Linked DNA regions of Mus musculus: region 1 is linked to region 2. The links are chromatin contacts, called in public Hi-C maps. All regions are on one chromosome and are shown on one strand. Each heading gives the region's core, a stretch centred on a gene start, on an enhancer-like site or on the middle of the called end of the contact. The rest is flanking DNA. Distances are from core to core; before and after follow the strand shown. Region 1 holds the start of Fam204a (family with sequence similarity 204, member A). Region 2 has its middle 20 kb from the start of E330013P04Rik.

Region 1 (3,809 bases), core at 702-3,201, 61 kb after region 2:
GCTAATTATCAGTTTTTGTTTTTTTTTAAATCCAGTATTTTACTTTCCCCCTGGTAGCACAGTATCATCTACCTTTAGGTGAGAAACCCTAAATCCAGTAAAGTATATTCTTTACCTGTTACCAGAGATGTTGACTATACACCTCATTCTCTACAAAAAAAAAAAAAAAAAAAAAAAATTAAAATTAAAAAGGATTTAGTAAATACCATCTTTTGAGATACAGAAACCATAGAGATAAAAAAAATACCAATTATAAAAGTTCTAGTTTGTGTCAGATCTGTAGAAGACTAGTTATAGAGGTAAAAATAGTCTTGAAAGTCAGATGACTTCCATCCTGAGCAGGCCATTGTATTTGCCTGGGTTTTCGTTCTTTCTAAGCTTTAAAACGAAGGTATGGTCAAATACCAGTGCGATGGTCTCACACACACCTTTAAAATGTTTATGATCTTAATGGCCTCAGAGTCCTAAATGACCAGAGCTGCTTTACTCTTTGATCAATATAAACGCAGCTTCTCTCCTCTACCTCACTAGATGATCAGTTTTCAGAGGCTCTGCACAGGGTCCACTGAAAAGGGGCAGGAAACCAAGTTACAACAAAAGACAGACAAGCAGCAGGAGAAAAAGAAGGCAGACCTGTCACACACCACACACAAACCAAGAGGCAGGCACTAATCTTCATCACAACACACATTAGAAACTAACAGCAACTCTTTCTACAACTGGCCAAAATCATTGTGATCCAGTTACGCCTGACAGCTTTAAATTATGAACTTTTAGAGGGCAAAGTTGGTGGCGAATTCTTGGAGACAAAGATTTGGGAGACAGGTCAAATCTAGGCAAATTTTACTAATAATTTTTTCTGCACTTTTTGCATATGAAAAAGGGGAGATATTATACTAAGTAACACACTGAGAGTCACATTTAGAGATTTGAGAAATGTATTTCTAGACCACAAAACTGGTTACAAGCAATACCCAAAGGATAAAATCTGCGCATCCAACAAATTTTCTGTCTCTACTATGCCAGAATTTAAGCTGCATTTCCATCAAGTGGCTGTCTTATGTATTCGATTTTAAATAATCACAAACATCTAAATTTAATCCTATTTGTAAAATAATTATAACCGCCATCCTCTAACCTATAAGAGCATAATAAATAGTTCCTGAACTTTGGAACTAGTTAACTGACACACTTTTAGGCTTAAGATTATCAACATTAATGTAAATGTCTTATTTATTGTTAGAAAATGTGTTCCTTTTTCTTAAAACGACACAGAAAACCCGAGGGGAGTCAGGGGCCTCAGTTCAGATATACTTCAAATAAGTTATTTATTTTTTGTATTTTTAATCTTAAGGATAGGTGAGTTTGAATTAAAACAATGTTTACAGCCAAGGCTTGGAACCCACTTTCCCCCGGGACCCTCTCTAACTTGTGTGGAAAGATTTTAAACCACGCAATCCATGCCACTGTACAAGTACTTACAAAGTTCAAGACTGAGAGGGTGGCTCTGAAAGGCACACCCCTTCCCGCACGGACAACCTGGAACTCGGCGGCACTCACCCGGTGCGAGGCCGCACCACCTTCAGCTCTCCAGCCGCGTCAGAACTCGCATCGGGACGCCGGCGGAGCGGCGAGCCGCGAACCTCGCTCTGGTCAGCCGCAGTTGCTGTGTGGGCTTTCGCGCTCCTCGCTGGCCCGGGACCGGACGGCTACCTCACGACGCCCCCGGAGCCCAGCGGCGCCCGCCCGAACCCAGGGTTTTCCAAGCCCGCTTCGGCAGATCTGCGAGGACGAGCCGCCCCGACTCCTGCGCCGCCCTCCCTGCCTCGGAACACAGCCCGACAGGCCGCCGCGAATCCTGCCGCCAAGTCGCGCCTCGCGAAGCCGAACTTACCAGGGAGGAAACAGCGGCTCGGCGGCCATCTTAGAACCCCGCCAACATCGTGTCTTCTGATTGGCTCGGGCGGATCAGCCAATCGGCTGCGGCCGTTCTGGCTCTATGGTCGCCCAGGGAACAGCCTGGCTTGCCTAAACGCCTCTGCTAAGAGGAGCCTGTTGAGGTTTTGTTTTTGTTTTTTGTTTGTTTGTTTGTTTGTTTGTTTGTTTGTTTGTTTTTCTCCTTTTCCTCACTTTAACCAAGCGATTTTTTTTTAAAGTTTTGTCCTTTCCTCGCTCCTTTCCTGTGCTGGTGAACTTGGCTAAAGAAAATGCTGACTTCGATGCCCACCTGAGTTCAATGGAGAACTGTAGATGATCTCTTCAAGGAAGGCTTTGCTTCCTTCGCTTCCTCGCCACCCCTCTCCCCAGCCTTTCCTATCTTTTTGCGTATATTTGAGTGTCCACTGTGTTCCAGGCCTCATGCAATTCTCAACCGGATTCCAGTTCTCCAGGGACTTTCCAGTCTGGTTGACCGAATCAAATCCAGCTAAGCACCCCCTACTCAGAAGTTGATTTACCAGGCTGGCATAGTGTATAGGTCCTGATGAGGGGTTTACCGGCGTGTAAATGAGGAAAAGAGCAGAAATTTTCACCATGTGAAAACAGTAAATCCAGGCGATGATACGGGGATGAAGTAGGACCACTTCAGAAATGCTTCCATTTTCTGAAGTACTGTTCTGTACTCAGATTATGTTTCTATTTTCTTGTGATGGTTATATAAGAAACTACAGGGCTGAGAGATAGCTCAGTAAGAACCTAAGTTCATTCCACCCTCAGAATCCGTATTTTAAAAGCCAGGCATGGCAGCCAGCACTGTGGATGCAGACAGGCAGACTAGCCTACGAGGCAAGCTCTAGGCCAGTGACCACAAAAGACAGGTGGGCAACCCCTAAGGAACTACACTTTCGAGTTGTCTTCTGACCTAATGCACATGCATTAGAACACATATATGGCACATGCACATACAAAATACAAAGCCTTGAACAAGTTTAAAAAAACTTATGAAAAATTAAACTTTGCAGAATTGATTTGAACAAACAGTTGTTTCATGAATAGACTCTGGCCCAGTCAAAGTTCAGAGTGTTCCATCAGTGAGCAAGCAATCTTTGTAAATTAAAAAAAGGTAAAAAGAAACATATAATACTGTGGTTGGTCATATCTTAGTATTTACCTTATAAAAACATGGTGTGATCAGCTGTCATACTGACTGGCTAAAAGTCAACTACTATGACTGACTAAGACTCAGCAACACGTTATAAGAATACTAACATACTCTTAAGTGAAGCTGCAGTTCAAGCTATTTAGTTTTTCAAAGGAAGGAGTTGGTTGTAGGCCAAACTTAATGCACACATGGCTTAACTTACAGTAATTTTCACTTATTCACATTATGAACAAGAACCTTTTAAAATATTGTGATGTACAAAATTCTTGCCTCTATTCAATAATGTGAATGGATTAATCATTATTACATATTTAATCCTAATATTTAAACATACATTATACCCATGCATTGTCCAATAACTTCTGGAAGATATGCAAGTTTATGATGTAGTGTTCTAGAATCATGATTTGATAAGTTTGCATGACGGAGGATTCCTTTCAAGCATTCCCTGATTCTAGGGAAAAGCATAACTATCAGCATTGAGCAGGTAATTGCTGTGTCAGTTTGCTGTGAGTTGCTATAACAAAATACCACAGACTGGGTATCTTAATCAATGCATTTCTCCAGCTCTGGATTCTGCAATGTCTGGCACATGGTCTTTTCTCTTGGCTTGTAAGCAGCTACTAGCTCAGTGTGCTCACATGACCTAGTTGAAACACAGTTTAGGAGAGTGCTCTGAAGCCCTCATAAGGATACTAATGGGACCAGG
Region 2 (3,879 bases), core at 1,169-3,668:
TCCAGGCCCAGCCCAGCTTTAATTACAGAACATCCATGGGTGTCAGAATAGTACATGCACATAAAAAAAAATCTTTTCCATGGTTCAAAGTGTTCCCCAGTTAATCTGGCCGCACTACCACCACCACTCCCACCACTTAGCTTAAATTAAAGAGGGTAGACTCCCTAATGAAAGCCAAGAATCCTCTCCATCCTGAAGAATATAGCCACTGGGAGCAACTCCTTAAAATAACTGGGATACTGGGAGGGCTGAGGGTAATGCTGCTGGGATCAGGGCTGACAGCCAGAAGAGATGAAGTTAAGTTGGAATTGATGTTCCTTTTTTTGTTGAAAAAATAAAAAAATAAAAAAAAAGAGCTTAGCACTTTTTTTTCCTATCAAAAGAAACATTTTTTTTAAAAGATAAAATTAAAGGCCTGAAAAATCTCTCAAGATTCTTTCATGAGCTTTGGACCAAAGGAGACAGGGGAAAAGTTCTATATTATGAATTGAAGTGCATACACTAACGGTATGAAGTTTGATGATAAAAGTTATATAGAGTCACTATTTTATGTATACATAAAGGTGTACATGTGCACCTTTAATGATGGCTTTCATTGGTAGTTGGGTGTGGATTTCCTAGGAAACTGCATTAAATAGTCTTAGTTGCTGCTTTGAACGCCTTCAATATCACCCATTAAGAAAGATCCCACAGAACATGGAGTGTGGGAGGGTGGGGATGGACCTGGAAGAGTTGGGGCTAGACATAATTTTAAAATATGTTGAATGTTCATGTCTCTGAGAATTAATAAATATATAATTTAAAAGTCAAGAAGAAGAAAGAAGAAGAAGAAGAAGAAGAAGAAGAAGGAGGAGGAGGAGGAGGAGGAGGAGGAGGAGGAGGAGGAGGAGGAGGAGGAGGAGGAGGAGGAGGAAGAGAAGAAGGAGGAGGAGGGGGAGGGGGAAGAGGGGAAAGAAAGAGGGGGAGGGGGAAGAGGGGAAAGAAAGAGGGGGAAGAGGAGGAAAGAGGAGGAAGAAAGGAGGAGGAGGAAGAAGAGGAAGAAGAGAAGAGGAAGAAGAAGACAGCACAGTTCAGAGACTGCACTAGGTCTGGAGGCTTAGAGGCCCAGCCCTCTACTGAGCCAGTAAGGAGGTAATAGGCAAATTATTGAACCACATCAGCCTCCTGAGAGTCTCACAGAAAAATAAAGATTTTTTTTATTAGCTTGGTTCTTGCATTCTGTGGACTGTAAAACTGTCCAACAGAAGCATTTGGTATAACTATCAGAGGAGAGCTGTGTACAAAAGTAAGTAGTTCTCAACCACACAAACAACTTTTTAAGTTTTATACTTGTTTGTATGATACATGCATGTGTATATTTACATGTGTGCTGGCACACTTATCTATGCATGCCCACATGAAAGCCAGAGATTGACTTAGGGTATCTTCCTATATGCTTTCCACATTTTTTTCTGAAACAGAGACTTTCACTGAATCTGAAGTTCATCGTTTTTGGCTAGACTGGCTGGCCAGTGAGCCCCCAGGACCCCTGTCTCCAAAAACCCTAAGAAATACTCAACCACACCTGGCTTTTCACATGGGTTATGGGAAATCTAAATTCAGGTCTTTATGCTTGTGCAGTGAATACTTTAAACGGAGCCTTCTCTCCAGCCCTAGGATTTTTTTTATAGTTGAGTTGAACACATCACATGTATACACAGGCTTACAGCACATACGTTTTATAAGGCCCAGAAGTTGTGTGGTTTTCCTAGTTGAATATAATGTGGTTTTGCAGATCCTGTTGTATCTATGTGTTCTGCACAAGGCTATGGGTTCAAGCCAGCCTGTCATCTAATTAATATAAGGTCCAGCAGAATCAGAGGGTGGAAGAAGAAGAAACTCAAGAAAATGAGACTTGGATGCCTATCTCACTGCAAGTATCCATTAATCTGCATGCTAGTAATGATTCCCAATATGCAAACAGATGTTTCTCTCATTAAATTGTATATGCAAATACTACTGGTGGCGGTGGCAATGTTGTCTCGGGGTTGAGAGATCGTTGAGGGTAATTAAAGGTTAATCCGGTTTTCAGTTCATAGACTAGACAACAGGAATAGTTTCGAGGAAAATTTGTCGTTTAACCTTCAATTCATCACCAACAGTGCACGGATTTACTGCTAAAATAACATAAACATGTATGTGCTAATCATTACCCATCCATGTCTGATCAGCAGCAACCGGCAGCACAGCCCTATTCATTGTACCAAGTTGAATGTTACCATACAGAACACCAACAGGAAAAGGCTGTGTGTCCTCAAAAAGTGTTCAGCACCCATCCAGAGCTGTCGCCTCCCGATCCCAATAGAAAAAAACACCCAAATGACAGCAGTAACATTCTGTAGCTGGCTTCACACCCTGAAATGATGGGGCTTCCAATGCCTTGACCAAAATCACTGTTTTTGTTACTGTGGGTGAGTTGAAAATGTAAATGGTTTGGCACCCCTTTAAATGGAAAAGTTTAACTCACTGGCTGGTTTACTTCCACTTTCCATTTTGAGAGAAGGAGGGGAAAAAAAAAAAAAAAACACGACCAGCAATTAAGGTCAGAGAAGTTTCACATTGGCAGGTCTGCAAGACTTGCAAGGTCAGTAGAGACTGTGCAGGAAGAGCTGGTGCAAAAGAAGGCTTCCTGCATCTGTGGAATTACAAAGGAGGATTTATTCCCCAGATCAACAGTTACAAAGAGCTTACCTTTGGTTTAGTGGGAACCCGGGTGCTCAAATGGTAATCTCTTCTCTCCCCTTTACTTAGTCCTTGATTCTACAACAAATGCACAGCTATTCACTGTGCATAAAGACCCACATGCAAAGCCAGCATGCAGAGTACCTGAGATCTCCAGGCCCCAGTAGATGAAAAGCATGCCTTCTGCCCCCAACAAGCAGTGAGATCTACCAGATGCCCATCAAAATGAAATCGAACGCTTCAGGGGCAGGCCGATCCCTAACTTGTAATCCTCATTATATGTTGAGGGCTTTTAGCTAAACCCAAATTTAATTTGAGTGCTATGCCACCAGTAAACCAAAGCTGCTTTCATGATCACAATTCTACACTAAGCCAAACTCAAGTCTTGGAAATAAGACTAAGGGGTCTGTCCTCAACAACTCCTGCTTTCTTAAAAGAAAAGTGCCAACTGCCAAGGCTTAAAAAACAAATGCCTTGAGAAACTGTACATTTCCCAAGAAAATGGTCTATGGCTGCTTTGCCCTGAGCACCCTTTTCATAAAATATTAACAGCACCGACTGACAAACCAGAGTTAAAAGGCAACCATTGTGGTCAAAGGAAAGGGGGAGATGTCTCACTGTCCAGTTGTGAGGTTTTGTTTGTTTGCTTGCTTGTTTGCTTGCTTGCTGACCCATCAAACAATTTCACTTCTTTTGCCACTATGTCATATTTACTGGTGAGCTTTTCCTTCTTATGTACTTTTTTTTTTTTCTGTCTGTGGTGACCAGCTATTTCCTTTCCAGCCAGAATCTGGGGCTTCTCCACTTAAGAGAAGAAAGCCCATCCGATCATCATCCTTGGAAACAGACAGGACTTTGTTGCAGACTCTTCCAATGTGCCTAGGTATCTCTTAGCAGGAAGAGAGAGAGAATGGCATTTTCCAGGACTGCGAGCCCTGAATAGGCACAGCACACCTGGATCAGTAGCACATAATACGCATGAGTTCCCTTGGGCACATATTAAAAGATCTGATCGCCTGCCCTCTCCAGGCTAATTTTGGATAACATTTGGAGATCTCCAGCCATACTCTCAGGAGGCTCTTTGGAAATAACATGGCCCTGTGCTTCTCTATTTGTTAAGTAATTGAGATGTAATGGTGATTATTACATATTAAAAAG

What was found. A called contact is a pair of places that touch in the nucleus more often than the background predicts.
Region 1: a contact with region 2 is called in a Hi-C map of the N1E-115 cell line, with 3 times the contacts expected there. The contact joins the promoter of Fam204a here to the enhancer-like site in region 2. A contact is called at or near these places in 3 of 39 promoter capture datasets (the SN4741 cell line, hippocampal neurons and pre-B cells), 8 of 484 Hi-C or Micro-C datasets (CD4 T cells, the N1E-115 cell line, centrocytes and 5 more), 2 of 115 datasets of contacts at active chromatin or transcription factors (the SCID.adh cell line and large pre-B cells) and 2 of 9 other capture datasets (adipose tissue and liver).

What each region holds. Positions count from the first base shown.
Region 1 is chr19:60,224,750-60,228,558 of GRCm38.p6, forward strand. It overlaps Fam204a (family with sequence similarity 204, member A), which reads right to left and starts at 1,952. Exons shown (of 8, transcript NM_001358273.1): 1 at 1,895-1,952.
Region 2 is chr19:60,163,088-60,166,966 of GRCm38.p6, forward strand. No RefSeq gene overlaps it. Among named protein-coding and RNA genes, the nearest start is that of E330013P04Rik, 20 kb to the left of the region's middle. Within about 2 kb of position 2,419, at least 1 of the 459 cell types and tissues checked has an H3K27ac peak or open chromatin away from gene starts, as enhancers often do. A contact at or near this core is called in the N1E-115 cell line, where this site is marked.